2 separate regions of the Danio rerio genome follow, and region 2 is linked to region 1. A link is a contact called in public HiChIP or PLAC-seq data. All regions are on one chromosome and are shown on one strand. Each heading gives the region's core, a stretch centred on a gene start, on an enhancer-like site or on the middle of the called end of the contact. The rest is flanking DNA. Distances are from core to core; before and after follow the strand shown. Region 1 holds the start of zgc:158343. Region 2 holds the start of tor4ab (torsin family 4, member Ab).

Region 1 (7,917 bases), core at 2,663-5,162:
ATTGGTTGACTTTAAAAGGTAAGTAAACATGTTGCTTTAGATTAGTTGACTCAGAAAAAATTAAGAAAACCCATTGCTTTTAAAGTAATTAGTTGACTTTACTCAGAAAAGTGAGGAAACCCTATTGCTTTTAAAGTGATTAGTTTACTGAGGAAAAAATAAGTAAACAATTTGCTTTTATAGCGATCAGTTGACTTTACTTAGAAAACGTGAGTAAACCTTTTAAAATTATTAGTTTACTAAGAAAAAAATAAGTAAACAAATTGCTTTTAGAGAGTAAGTAAACCTGTTGCTTTTAAAACGATTAGTTGACTTTATTCAGCGAAGTGAATAAACCCTTTGCTTTTTAGGCAATTGGTTGACTTTACTCAGAAAAGAGTGAGTAAACACATTGCTTTTAAAGCGATTAGTTGACTTTACTCAGGAAAAACTGAGTAAATGCATTGCTTTTAAATTGATTCATTGACTTTAAAAGGTGAGTAAACCTGTTGCTTTTAAAGCGATTAGTTGACTTTACTCAGAAAAGAGTGAGTAAACACATTGCTTTTAAAGTGATTCGTTGACTTTGAAAAGTGAGTAAACCTGTTGCTTTTACAGCAATTTGTTGACTTTACTCAGATAAATGAGTAAGCCCATTGCTTTTAGAATTACTATTTTACTTTACTCAGAAAAAATAAGTAAACAATTTGATTTTATAGCGATTAGTTGACTTTACTCAGAAAAGAGAGTAAACTTATTGCTTTTAAAGTGATTTGTTGACTTTAAAAGGTGAGTAAACCTGTTTCTTTTAAAGTGAAATCGATAAGTAAACTTTACTTTGAAAAGTAAGTGAACATCACTTTTTATATCACTTGCACTGAACATTTTGTGTTTAGTCTAAAAACTTTTCCAGAATAAGAATTTTTTAGTGGGCTGGAAATGTTCAATGGAGGTTCTTGAAGAACTATATTTTCTAGGAATATTCAAATGTACTTCATGTTAATGTTTCTTTGGGAAACCGAAAGGTTTGAATAGCAAAACACAATTGTATAACTTTCATGTGTTAATTGCAAACTCAGATAAAAAGTGGTGAGTTTCAGACTAAACTACGCCATAAGTGTTCATGCTTGACCAAAAACATTTTTTCTCATGTAAGATAAGGCTTGAGAAATAGTTATTGCGTCCTTTATCAGAATGTGGGAAACAAAACTCTACCGTGAAGATCAAGAATTAGGTGAAGAAATTGGAGTTAAACAGAATTTCATGGTAGAAAGTGTAATTCCTCATTAGAAAGCAAAAAAAAAACAAAAAAAAAACACGTTACACGAACAGCATCGAGCATTATATTCAGACACAGTGAGTATGATTGCATGCTTCAGCATGAGTCACTAAAAAATGATGTAACTGAATATCTTAAAGGGGCTGAGGAAAAAAAATACAGATGACTATAACCCTATAGAGACACAAGTCATTCTAAATTTAGCAGAGTCCACACAACTAGCCACAACCACACAAAGATACATGTAGACACACATTTTAGTGCATTTAAATAAAACCGATTCATTGAACGGTTTTATTAATTAAAATAAGAGTTTGGTCACGCATCTTTAGCAATAGAAAAATAATACATTTAAATTTGACCAATTTATTGCAGTAAAAACAACAAACTACACATTTTCAACATTTTAAATTTTTTTAAACTTTCTCTTGATTTTGTTTCTGTTTAAAAAAGTAATTTTTTACTCCAGCATATTATGTTTTTTGCTGGTCTAGTTCCAGTTTTGGCTTTGGTAATGACTAATAATGTACAGTTTATGCACAGATATATTATTGTAAAGCATCATATTGAAACTTTATTTTCAAAGAGAGATCTGTGAGGGGTGTACTCGTTTATTTTGAGCACTTTAATTTATATTTACTATTACATTTATATAATCATTTTTCCACTTTTCTATTTATTTATTTTTATTTTTTACTTTTTGAGAGAAATACAATTGCAAGCATGCACATTTCCAACCCTACATTATATTTATTTTCACTTATTTTTAGATGGCACAAACATATAGCAACAAAATGACCAATAAATGAATAAATAACATTTGACAGACTTTGTGTAGTGTCAAATTATAATTTGCACCATTCTCAGATTAATTCAAGGCAGCTCCACATAGGCTACCACATTTATATTTAATTTGACAAATTTTAAATAAATGAATAGGAAATATTAAAAATCCCGACCGTCTTACAATCATTATAATTCCCTCAAAAAGATCAAACTGTTTACTTAAAAACATTGTGGTACACTTAAAGTGAGGACTTTTAGTTAATGAATTTCCTTTCTGGAAATAAATAAATGTAAAATATAATATAATTTAATAAAATAAAATAAACTATTGTATTGTAAATGTAAAACATAATGATATCTTAATGATTCTTTCTAACCTTAACCTCTCATATTAGTCTAATATCTTGTGTTTTTCAATCTTGACTGAAGGATGTCATTAAATGACTTTTAGTTAATGAATTAAATCTTTAGAAAATAAATAAATGTAAAATATAAACAGATGACAGTCTTAAAATTCACAATATAATTCACACATTTAGACAGATAGAAAAATACAATAAAATCAAATCATTTTCTTAAAAAAAAAGTCTGCTTTGGGATACTTAAAGTGATCCAATGAGGTTTGGTTTACAAAATGTGTTTGTTTGTTTGTTTGTTTGTTTGTTTGTTTTTCACATTACCTCTCATGAAGTTGATCTCTTCATGGCTCTCATTGATTCTCTATCCTTAACCTCTCACATTAGTCTTAAACCTTGTTTTTTTTTTTTTTTTTTTTTTTTTTGAACTCAAAAATCCATCTTAAGGGTGTGATTTAATGATTTTTAGTTAATGGATTAAATTTTTAGAAATAAATAAATGTAAAATATAAACAGCTGACAGTCCTAAAAATCCTTAATTCACACATTTAGATAGATAGAAAAATAGAACAAAATCAAATCATTTACTTAAAGTGATCCAGTGATATTTGGTTTATAAAAATGTTTTGTTTTTGATTGATTTTAAATAACCTCTCATGAAGTAAATCTCTTCATGACTCTCTCAACAATTCTCACTAACCTTAACCTCTCACATCAGTCTAAAACCTTGTAGCCTACTTTTTTGTTAAAGCACAATATTTTCCGTCTTGATTGAAGGTTACATTTTTATTCAAGGGAACATTTTTAGAAAATAAATAAATGTTAAATATAAACAGCTGACAGTCTTAAAAATCATTAAATAATCCACACATTCAGATAGAAAGAAAAATACAATAAAATCAAATGGTTTTCTTTCTACACTTGAAGTGATCCAATGATGTTTGGTTTATAAAAATGTTTTGTTTTTGATTGATTTTATATAAGCCTTCATGAAGTCAATTTCTTCATGGCTTTCAGTGATTCTCTATCCTTAACCCTTTCACAATAGTCTAAAACCTTGGATTATTTTTTTAACCCGATATTTTTTGTCTTTAAGGTTGTGATTAAATGATTTTTAGTAAATTAATTACCTTTTTAGAAGCAAATAAATGTAAAATATGAACAGCTGACAGTCTTAAAAATTTTAGTTCACAAATTTTAGATAGATTAGAAAAATACAAAAAAATCAAATGGTTTTCTTTAAAAGAAGTTAAAATAATCCAATGATGTTTGGTTTATAAAACAATTGTTTTTTTATTTTATATAACCTCTCATGAAGTCAATCTCTTCGTGGCTCTCAGCGATTCTCTAGCCTTAACCTCTCACAATAGTCTAAAACCGTGTACTTTTTGTGTAAAAATCCCAACATTTTCCATCTGAAGGGTGTGGCTTTTCTCTATGGGCGTCTCTTAAAACCAAAATATATAGACCTCACTCTAAAGTTAGAGAAGTCACTTTTGCGATCCAGAGACACAAGAGCAAATACAGCATTCTAAAACCGACCTGAACTAACAATGCTGACCAGATCAGACAGTCTGATTTTCACATTACCATCAAACAACTTCTTCCAGCCACAACCGCAGTTCGGCTTCGGATCGATGATGCCGCGCAACACACAGCCGGAAATCTTCACTTTCGAGCGGATCCCTGAGCCGCAGCAGCCCGGCGCTTTCCCGCAGCGCGGAGTTCCAGTTCGGCCGCGCAAGAGGAACACAAGGGTCATGTACCCAGCCAAAGTGCGCAAATATCTCCCACCAGCCGAAAAGAGCCCGGTTAAACGCTGGCTGCTCATATTATGCATGGTGGTTTTCATGCAGATCTACACCGAGGAGGGATCCGTGGAGACTCCGCAGACTGAGGCGTCTGCATACAACGTGCTCCCTTTCCAGTCTGCTGAAGAGCAAGCTAAACAAATGATGAGCAACTGCCCTGAGGAGTTCATCCAGATGCCATACGAGTCCTCCAGCTCCAGGAACGGGGAGAAAAAGGACAGTTTCTGGCTCCTGAACACTACATGCCCGAGCTCCGTATTGGAGGAGGAGGATTTCACCGCGATCTACCAGCAGCAGCAGCAGAGCCGGAGAAATGGATATGTGGTGGCTCTTCTCTATCCAGTCTATCATAGACTTGGTTCTGAGAACTGAACGAACTCTTAAACAAGTCTGTGGACTTTTTACTCCAAGCCTTTTTGGAAAAACGAGCTCCTGTGGTGCTCAAAACTATAAGACTACGGTGTTTTAGAGCGAAGTGAAGTAAACACAAACTGAGGAGACGTTTGATGGACTTGAATGACGAACAAAAAGCTTACGGAATGATACTTGAAAGGCTTTAGATTTAGCTTACTTGAATATGTTTCGCTTGAAGGGTAGATATTTAGCATAGCCTTGCAAGTAGAGCTGTTTTTTTAGATACAGAAGTCTGAAATCATGAGGACGTCGCGATGATCGTTTGTGTTGCTGAACGCTGAAATAATACTTGAATCTCATATTGACGATTTCCTGTGTGTTATATATGAACATATGTATGATGAAGTATTCGTTAACTATTTATTATTTAATGCTATTTATTGTTATTATTTACTTATTTATTTTGTTATTGTGAAATAAATTGATATTTGCAACTTCAACTATACTTTTCCATTGTCTTCTTTTTCCTTCTCCTTTTCCTGACAAACTTGTTGACAATACAATAGTTTCTTAGTGTCAGTTTGAAACATTTAAGGTAAAAATATTTATATAAAACATTGTATATCGCACATTAAAATAATTATTGCTGCCTTACATTTTTTTTTAGTTGAATCGAATTAACTTTTTTAAAGTAATCTCAACTTTAACTAAAAATATCAAGTTAAGCTTTGTATAACCTACAAAATGTAGTTGAAACCTGATTTACTTTTCAAAAAAAGTTAAATCAACATCAAATATTTGTGGTCTTTACATTTTTACCGTGCACTATAAATACGTGAACATTTTATTCTTCCTTTAAACGTTTAATGATTGATTATGTGCACTGTAAAACCCAACAGTCAACATTATCAAATGAAGTGAGTGTAGTTAACTCAAAATTTACTGAAAGTTAATTCTACTCAATTGAAGAGTTTTGAACTCAGTGTTGAGGGTAATTAGTTCATTAAATGCCTCATCATCACTTTACCTTAAATGGAGCAAGCTCACAGTATATAAAGTAGATTTTTAATCAAATGGTTTGTTGAAATCGGTTTCCTCAAACGGTTTGAGTTGACTTACTGATTTTTTTACAGTACTCAGTTGGTTTGAGTTTTCTTCATTTATTGGGTTTTACTGAGCTCAAATTGCTTTTTTTACTCAAGTGAATTAAGTTCACAGCACTCATTTGGATTAGTTTTTGAACTTAAATGGTTTGTTGCAATCGGTTTCCTGAAATGATTAGAGTTACCTTAACTTTTGTGGTTTTACAGTGTATTGTATATTACACTATAGCTTGAATATCTTTAAAAAGATTTATGATGTTTTATATTAAACTATAAATACATGAACAATTTATGTTTCCTTACACTTTAAACACATTTAAACTTGTGATTTAATCAAAATAATAATAGAATGGGAATATTTGAGTTTATTAATTTAAGTCCTTTAAATAATCATCATTAAATTAACAGCACTAATCATTAAAACAATTTTTGAGCATTATGATGATGATGAATATAGTGTATGGTGCCAACATATACAAACACAATAATCTCACACTATAAAACCCAAAAAGATAAGGGAAGTTAGGAAGTAAATGAAGCAATTTGAGCACAGTAAACCCAATAAACGAAAATAATTCAAACCAACTGAGTACATTAAAACCCAATAAGTAAAGGCAACTCAACCCTTTGGGGAAGTCGATTGCAACAAACCATTTGAGTTAATAAACTAATCCTAATGAGTACTGTGAACTTACTCTATTTAAGTTGAAGTGATGAGGTATTTAATTAACTCATTACCGTCAACACTGAGTTCAAAACTCTTTTCAAATGAGTAGAATTAAATTTCAGTATAAATTTCAAATTAACTACACTAATTGTTGGGTTTTACATTGCAATAATGTTGTGTTGTTTTTCACTTTGGCCATGATTAAGTTGATATATATTAAATATATTTAAAATATGGCAAGATCTAGATTTACTGGTTACAATTATTGTATAATTTCTATTAATATTAGTCCTTAAACTCAAGTTCAAGTTCATTTAGTTATAAAGCACATTTAAAAGCAGTCACAAGACTGACCAAAGTGCTGTACATAAAACAATGTAAAAAAATAAAAAGACAGAATATAAAAACATAGAAATAAGGCAAGAGAAACGTCTGTAAAAATGTAGCAGTAGAAAGGACTATTACAATAATCTTAAAAAGCCAAGCTAAAAAGGTACGTTTTAAGAAGTGATTTAAAAATAGATAATGATGGATCCATTCTAATCTCAAGGGGAAAAATGTTCCACAACCGTCGACCCGCCACAGAGAAAGCTCTGTCCCCTCTACGTTTCAGTGCGGACTGAGGAACTAAAAGAAGATTCTTATCACTTGACCTGAGAGATCTCTAAACTGCTGTACAATATACAGTGCTACTTTCAACAATCAATTAAAAGCATAATAATAATGGGTTGTATCTACATACGTTACAAACACTTTTGCTGATTCTGCTGGTTCCTGTAAAATATTAATGTGATTCAAATATTGTACATATATACTGTACATATACATTTGTTATTATGTTTATATCTATCTGCATAGCCTGATTATAAATAGCAAGCTGTACATAAATTCATCTTTTGTTAGTCTCTGTTCATACTATATAATGTTCACAGTACATCCATTAGTAAGTATCACCATAGTTTTTCTATAACTGCACTTTATAGCTTATACCTGTATCCTGCACTTGCTGCTATTGCACTACTGGTTAGACTTAAACTGCATTTCATTGCCTTTGTACATGTGTAATGACAATAAAGTTGAATCTAATCTAATCTAAGCTACAGGCACGTGCACACATAGGGCTCAACCTGTGCAGTGCACATGCCCTTTTTAGTCTTGGATAGAAGGTGCCCTTCCAAAATGATCAAAAGTGCCCCCGCGAAGCGGCACTCCTTCGGTCCCGCCCTTCAGTAGGCGCATGACAACACCGCTCTTGAGTACGCGTGCGACAACACAGCTGATCAGTACACGCGCGATAACACAGCTGATCAGTACGCGCGCGATAACACCGCTCTTCAGTTCGCGCGCATCCACTCTGCACCAACCCCCCCCCAAAATTTTTTTCTTCCAAAAATTTATCCTGCACATGCCCTTTGGACGGTCTCTGCACGGGCCTGCTAAGCTACTGTAAATTATTGACTTTGTTGTATAAACCCTACTATAATCATAATAAGATTAACAGTAATGGATCATTGACACTTGTATGATAATCATGAATATTATAATGCATAAGGAAACCTGATGTATACAAGTTAGAGTTATA
Region 2 (7,917 bases), core at 2,101-4,600, 85 kb before region 1:
CACAGTCAAGGAAACTCTCAAATGCTTTCAGAGAAAGAAAGACAGGCTGTAGAATTTAAATTCTGACCCTACCCCTTCTGCTGAATGTCGAGCAGAAATCGAGACTCATCAGAGCAGGCAACGTTTTTTCAATCTTCTATTGTCCAGTTTTGGTGAGCCTGTGTGAACTGTAGCCTCAGTTTCATGTTTTTAGCTTACAGGAGTGGCACCTGGTGGGGTCTGCTGCTGCTGTAGTCCATCTGCCTCAGGGTTTGATCTGTTGTGTACAAAATGGGTCTAGAAAGTCTACAAAAGTGGGACCTTATATTCATAGAATTTTAGAATTATAAAAATATATTTACTCACAGAATTTTAGAATCACCTTAGAGTCATATAATTAGACTTTTAGAATCAGAATTTTACAAACTTTTATTCATAGTATCTTGGAAATAACGGGATCTTAGATTCATAGAATCAAACAACTGTAGACTCACACAATCAAAAACATTAGAATCAAAAAATAAAATCTCAGAATCTTAATCTATTCAATGTTAGTATCACAGAATCTTATAATCATGGATTCTTACAATCACTGAATTTTTGAGAGTCCTGGAATCATTAGCCCCTTTCACACAGTGATACTGGTAAATATCGGAGAGAGGTCTGGATGCAGACCTGGTGTAGTGCAATCTGAGCTGCATCCAATGCTTTTTAATGGGCTCACCTAACCCCACACCTAACCCTACCTCACACAGTGACGTCACTCACTCCATTGAGTGCATGGTGTCTGACATTGCATCGCTAAGTGATGCAATTTCAACTTGCATCCTAAAGGCTGCATCCAGATACTATTGAAATATCCTGAATATTGCGGAACGACTTTACCTGTAAATTCAAAAAAGACCATTCACACATCCGTTCCAAAATAGCGGTAAATTCTGACATCGGTAACCAGAAATAAGAAAAACATCCCCTCTAAACTGCTGCACATGTATTTGTAAACATAGAAGGGGTCAGGCTTTTGTTGATGATTTCACTTTTATCTAAAGCTTTAGCAGTCATGCAGCTGCTTTATCCCAGAGATATCCAATGGCAGAAGTGCGAACCCGTTTACACTTTTAATTACATTACAAATTCTGTGGATGGATCAGTCTTGTGAACAACTTTGATAAAAACATGGAGGAACATATTTACATGTCGAGATGTATATAATATGCACTGACTGGAGCACTGCTTTACTTCACGTGCTCATGCGTCAAGCAACTGAAGCAAGGTAAACAAACAGCGATTTATCAAAAGCATTTTATAGATTTTTTTTTACAGTTGACATTAAGACGGAACATGGAAACATTTTCTGACTAACATCTAGCAGCTAAATGTGTCTGGAAAAATATTCTAAAGCTTTTATTTTCATTAAAAAAAGCATCTGAATATTTTGATTGGCTTGAGTAGACATCTCACGTCTGAGCTTTCTAGACATGAACGCGTTCTTTCCGGCAATTTCACTTCACACAGCGCAGCATTTGCAAATGGGCTATATGCACAGCTAGAGTTTTAAAGCCAACGATAAACATCCGGTGAAAGCTTAATGTGACTATTTCCAATTTCACAAGGTTGTTTTTTACAGCATCGATGCTGTTATTACAATACATGCAGTTAAATAGACTTAAGCTTTCATTCAGTTGTTCAACCACGAGATGAAAGACTGTCAGTAGCAACAGGCTAGCACAGAAATTCCATTGAAAATACTGGGGTAACATAAACTGTCATATTTTAAAGACATGGCGGGGGGAAATGGAATTTAATGCAGTGTGATTGTCCAATCTGAGACCCACTTTAAAAAAAATCTGAGGTACTGGAAATAAACCGTAAAATAACAGCCGTTAAAGGACAGAAATTTGCTGTAAAATAACAGATATTAAACTACAGAAATGTCCTTAAATTAAAATCGCTGGACAATTTCTGTAATTCAACCTCAGATATTTTACAGTAAATTTCTGTAATTTAACGGCCGTTATTTAACTTTTTTTTCCCAGCACCCCAGCTGCCGGAATAACATGTAAAATTACAGATTTATTTTTACAGTGCACTTTAAATCGTATCTCTATTAGACAGTGAAGATCGCTGATTTTGTAAGAAATCAGAACTTAAACGTGAAAATTTTGTAATGGAAAGACAGTGCACCAGAAGCTCTTGAGCTGCCTGACTATAAATTAAAAGTCTGTGTGCATATAGCCCATTATGGGTAATGGTACAACTTTTCTTTCTGGAAAATTTACCAGTATTTTCGAAAAGAACCTGTTCACACAAACAGACCTTTCCAGAAAAATGCCAGTAATTTTCCGGAAAGAAAGGTCTGTGTGTGTGAAAGGAGCTATAATCTTTGATTCATATAATATGACCATCAAAGAATCTTAGAATCATAAAATAACATACTTTTTAAATAATAATAAAATCACAGAATCTAAGAACCTTGAAATTGTAATCTTTACATTCCACAAAAGGCTCTTTATTTAAAAAAATAATCCTAGCAAAAATGGTTGTCCTATAGCAGGGGTGTCCAAACTCTGTTCTGGGGTACCCCATAGTATACCTAGAAAGAGCTTGATTAACTGGTTCAGGTGTGTTTAATTGGGGTTGGAATTAAAATATGCAGGACACCGGCCCTCCAGGACTGAGTTTGGCAGCCTGATCTAACGAGGAAAGTATTTTACGTTTTGTCAGTTTAGTGGTTGATTCAGTCGTACAAAAATGTACAATTTTAAAAAGGAGGCGTGGCACCCAACCCCACCCCTAACCCCAACCATCACTGGGGGATGAGCAAATCGTACTAAATTGTATGAATTAAATCATACGAATTCAATTAGCCACTAAACCAAAAAGTTACGAATTGCCAGGAGATTGTGTTGATTTTGCGTTGATTTTTGTCCTATAGCATCACTGAGGAGAAACAAAAACGCTTTTCAAATCTTTGCTTTTAACAGTTTAGAGCACTAACTTAAATATTTCCATAATCTTATCCAAACTGTGCATATCATGATTTATTCTATTCCAGTTTACTGTCTGAAAATAGCTTTAGAACCCAGACCAGCATTTATTATAAGAAAAATACAGATTGTGCACGTACAGACTTTTCCATCTGCACGTGACACCGCAGTTGTACAGAGACCCTGATGTTGCTGTATTTTTATTCCACATCATTGCATAAGGAAAGGCAAACATGAAAAAACAGACATGATGCGACGGTGGAATGAGGAGGCGGAGCTTAAACCCACAGATGATGGACTGATTGAAGCCCTATTGGACAGGTAGCAGACAGGTGGACACCAGCAGTCAATCGCATATCAGATATCCACATCAAAACGACCATATTCAAGGAAAACACCAACACTCTAGAAGAATCCAGCAAGTTGACATCACGTCTGATTTTGAAGGTAATAACCCGTGTTTTCTTTCTCATCTGCTTGTTTTTTGGTCTGATCTTCTTGATTGTTGATGTCTCGTGTTTCTCTTTATCTCACTAACTTATGCATGCAAGATAAAGGGCCGTATTTCACTGGTATACAATCAGGCATCTGACTTTGATGTTAAAATAAGAAGCAAAAACATGTTTTGTCTGTATTTTAAGATCGTGTCTCTATATGCAGTTTTATACTACTGTTTCTGTGTAGCACAAGCACATTTGCATGGTGAGGTTTGCATAACTGACCTCAGAGCTGTATGCAAACAAACATCATTCTCAGCAGTATCTCTATAGATAAGACACAGTGATGCTTTCATATATATATATATATATATATATATATATATATATATATATATATATATATATATATATATATATATATATATATATACTTTCCGGATGCATATATATATATATATATATATATATATATATATATATATATATATATATATATATATGCATCCAGAATGTATATCGCTTCACTATTTTTTTTTCCTTTTTTTGATGTTTAAGCCTTATTCCAAAATGTATTAAATTCAATTTTTTTCCTCAAAATTTTACACACTATTCCTCATAATGACAATGTAAAAAAGAGTTTTTGAAATTGTTGCAAATTTATAAAAAATAAAAAAGCTGGAAAATCACATGTACATCAGTATTCACAGCCTTTGCTTAATACATTGTTGATGCACCTTTTGCAGCGATTACAGCCTCAAGCCTTTTTGAATATGATGCCACAAGCTTGGCACACCTGTCTTCAGGAATTTTTGCCCATTCCTCTTTGCAGTACCTCTCAAGCTCTATCAGGTTGGATGGGAAGCGACACTGTACAGCCATTTTCAGATCTCTCCAGAGATGTTCAATAATATTTGGGTCTGGGCTCTGGCTGGGCCACTCAAGGACATTCACAAAGTTCTTGTGAAGCCACTCCATTGATATTTTGGTGGTGTGCTTAGGGTCATTGTTCTGCTGGAAGATGAACCATCGCCCCAGTCTGAGGTCAGGAGCACTCTGAAGCAGGTTTTCATTCTGGATGTCTCTGTACATTGCTGCATTCATCTTTCCCTCTATCCTGACTAGTCTTCCAGTTCCTGCTGCTGAAAAACATCCTCACAGCATGATGCTGCCACCACCATGCTTCACTGTAGAGATGGTATTAGCCAAGCAGATGGTATCTGCTTTCTCAAAACGTAACGCCTGGCATTCACTCCAAAGAGTTCAATTTTAGTCTCATGGGACCAGAGAATTTAGTTTCTTATGGTCTGAGAGTCCTTCAGATGCCTTTTGACATATTCCAGGCGGGGAGTGGCTTCCGTCTGCCCACTTAACCATACAGGCCTGATTGGTGGATTGCTGCACAGATGGTTGTCCTTCTGTAAAGTTCTTCACCCTTCACAGAAGAACGCTGCAGCTCAGACAGAGTGACCATCAGGTTATTGATCACCTCCCTGACTAAAGCCCTTCTCCCCGATCACTCAGATTAGATGGCTGGCCATAAAACCATGAACTACTTCCTCTCTGTCTAATTCTTGCAATATTTTTGAGATGGTGGTATTTGGATTTAGTTGCTGCTTTGACATGACTATTGAAGCTCAGATCTGACTCCAGAATCACATCAAGATTCTTGACCTTTTTGTTGTTGTTGTTGTTTGACCTTTAGAGCCAAGATACACATTCACATTGAGAACCTCATCTTTGTTCTCAAACGCAATGACTTCAGTTTTCTCTTTGTTTAACTGAAGAGAGTTTTGGCACATCCAGCTGTTATACATCTGCTTCTGGTTTGTGCATTGTAATGTTGTAATGCAATACCCCCAGCGTACAGTCAGTTATGCAAAGTCATAAACTCATCACCTCTTTTATTTCTCTGCCAAAGCATGTTGAAAACGAGGAAGTAAGTTCAAGATGATGAGCGTATAGGAAAATATATATCAGTGCGCTGTGTTGAAAACATTAGTAGGAAGTGTGTGTGGACTTCAGCACGTATGCGTCTTGAGCAATTGGAAACTCGATTATTAAATATTCTGATGAAAATTTGCTCATGTAAAAGATGCCACCTTGATGACGCTGTTGTTAGGTGATTTTAAGAGCATTGCTCAAAAGGTTTTAAAGTTTCAAAAAAGTATTTGAACACACCCACATGAAAAAAATACTATAGTATTTTATGAGGAGCCGTGCTATAGTTCAGTACTTGAGTTCATTTGTTTTGGGAATTTGATAGTAATTCAACAACTATAGTAGTATTTCCAAATATACTTTTCTACAGCTACAATTTGTACAATTAAAATTCTTGCTGCCTCATTTTTTTAGTTGAATCAACTTAACTCTTCTAGTTCTCTCTACTTACATCAGTCAAACTGAAAGAAATTAGGTTTTAAACTTTTTATAGCCTAAAAAACTTGAAACCTGATTTACTTAAAGTGCCATGAAACCCCCTCGTTTCTGCAGGGTTTTCACACCTCTGCTTTGGAAAAAGTCAGAAAAGTGGGCGTGTCCAGCTCTGTTTAGGGGGGAGTGTTGGAGGAACTAAAGTGGGATGGTGTGGGAGTGTCTTTTTGGGCACGCGCGAGTTTCAGAGTCAAAACACACACACACAGGAGAAAGTGACGGTGTTTATGTGGACATCTGTGGTAGAATTATTTGCCAAATTATTAAATGGTGGATTTTAACTGCTGTTTGGCTCTTTCATTTAGGGAATTAATTCATGCACCTCGCGAAAAACGAGGAACTGCTCTAAGCGTGTATTTTTCATGCAATGTTTGTTACCGCACGGCGAATGAGAGAAAAAACCTTATGCATTTTCCGGAAACTTAGATGCACACAGCAGGTAGTGTCAGAAAGCCGCGTGTGTTATTCCGGTCACAAAATGCGGTGAAAATCCTACACGAGGTTAAAGTTTGGTTGTGGTGCTAACATGTTTAAACTCAGTGCAATAGTTAACTTAGTTCGATACGAACAAACTGAATAAACAAAGAGCGCTGGTCGCTCACTTACCAAATCTGTAGAGACAGGACAATCACCAGCAACTAGAGCCGCGTCTTTATGAAGAGAAGACTACAAGCGAATCCAGATCTCAGCATTTGCAGATGAGAACAGCTCTCAGGTAAACAATGTTCCTCCTTAGACACGTAAGTTATTGTTGTTGAGCGTCGCGTACACTGTTAATCCACACGTGAGACTGAGCTCTCACAGAGAGAAAATGAAAAAACTTAACTGTAGCAAACTATAAAAGCAACACTTCACGCTTGTTTTGCCAGCACAACGTGGCGTCTCTGTCGTCTAAACACTATGACACTAATGAATATTAATGAAGTTGCACAATAGAGCGCGCTGATTGGTGTGAACCAAGCCTTACTCATGCATAAATGCAGCACACTGTAAGACGTTATAAGACACACTCTGGCACAGACGCCCAGTCTGCACGCTGGAATACAACGCTATTATGTCATGACCGTGACGCAGCTTCAAAAATTAGTTTCAAACCGGAAGTACGAATTTGCTTAAAATAACGCAAAAACAACCAATTTACACTTTTTAGTGAAATATAGGTGTCCTAATAGTGTTTTTAGCAGTGTGGGACACATATACGACTGTCAACAGCTCAAAAAATGTGTTTTGGTGTTTCGTGATCCTTTAAAAAAACGAGGTAAATCAACATACATATGTTTGTTTTCTTTATTTTTTTTTCAGTGTACTCAAATACAGTTTACTTAAACTAAGTTATACTACAGTATTTACAATTTATCATTTAACTATATTTAGTACATTATGCTGTAGCATTCAACAAGGTGTTAAAAATGTTATAATATATACAGTATAATACACTTACTATAATGTTAAAAACACTGTAGTATTTTTAATACAGCTTTTCAGAGTGTACTGCATTTGATAGTGTGCCCTGATCTGTTTTATTTTAATGATTAATTAATTCATTCATTCATTTTCAACTGCTAATCCGTGGCCTGGTCGCGGGGGCAGCAGTATAGGAGAGAACCTCAGACTTCCCTCTCCCCAGACATTTCCTCCAGCTCCTCCAGGGGGATCCAGAGGCATTGCCAGGCCTGCTGAGAGACCTAGCCCCTCCAGCGTGTCCTGGGTCTTCCACATCGAGAGAAGTCAGCTGAGGTGGCTCAGGCATTTGTTTCAGATGCCTCCTGGACGCCTAACTAGGGAGGTGTTCCAGGCATGTCCCACCAGGAGGAGGCCTTGGGAAAGACCCAGGATACGCTGGAGGAACTACATCTCTCAGCTAGTTCCCCCCAGAGGAGCTGGAGGAAGTGTCTGGGGAGAGGAAAGTCTGGGGTTCTTTCCCAAGACCGCTGCCCCCGCGACCCGGCCACGAATAAGCAGACCAAAATAAGATGAGATGAGGTTAATATGTGCAGTAAATAATTTATGATTATTTTTAAATTTAGTTAATTATGTAGTTTTAATTTTTTAAAGACATATCAGGACAAACAATGTGCTTT

Evidence for each region. HiChIP or PLAC-seq counts read pairs in DNA pulled down with a chosen protein or histone mark.
Region 2: an H3K4me3 HiChIP or PLAC-seq map of embryo shows a contact between it and region 1, with 2.2 times the contacts expected there. The contact joins the promoter of tor4ab here to the promoter of zgc:158343 in region 1. A contact is called at or near these places in 2 of 18 Hi-C or Micro-C datasets (caudal fin and embryo) and 2 of 4 datasets of contacts at active chromatin or transcription factors (caudal fin and embryo).

What each region holds. Positions count from the first base shown.
Region 1 is chr5:10,549,419-10,557,335 of GRCz12tu, reverse strand. It overlaps zgc:158343, which reads left to right and starts at 3,912. Exons shown (of 1, transcript NM_001080038.1): 1 at 3,912-5,067. The coding sequence starts at 3,954. The coding sequence ends at 4,583.
Region 2 is chr5:10,634,161-10,642,077 of GRCz12tu, reverse strand. tor4ab (torsin family 4, member Ab) reads left to right here and starts at 3,350. Exons shown (of 4, transcript NM_001109861.1): 1 at 3,350-3,413.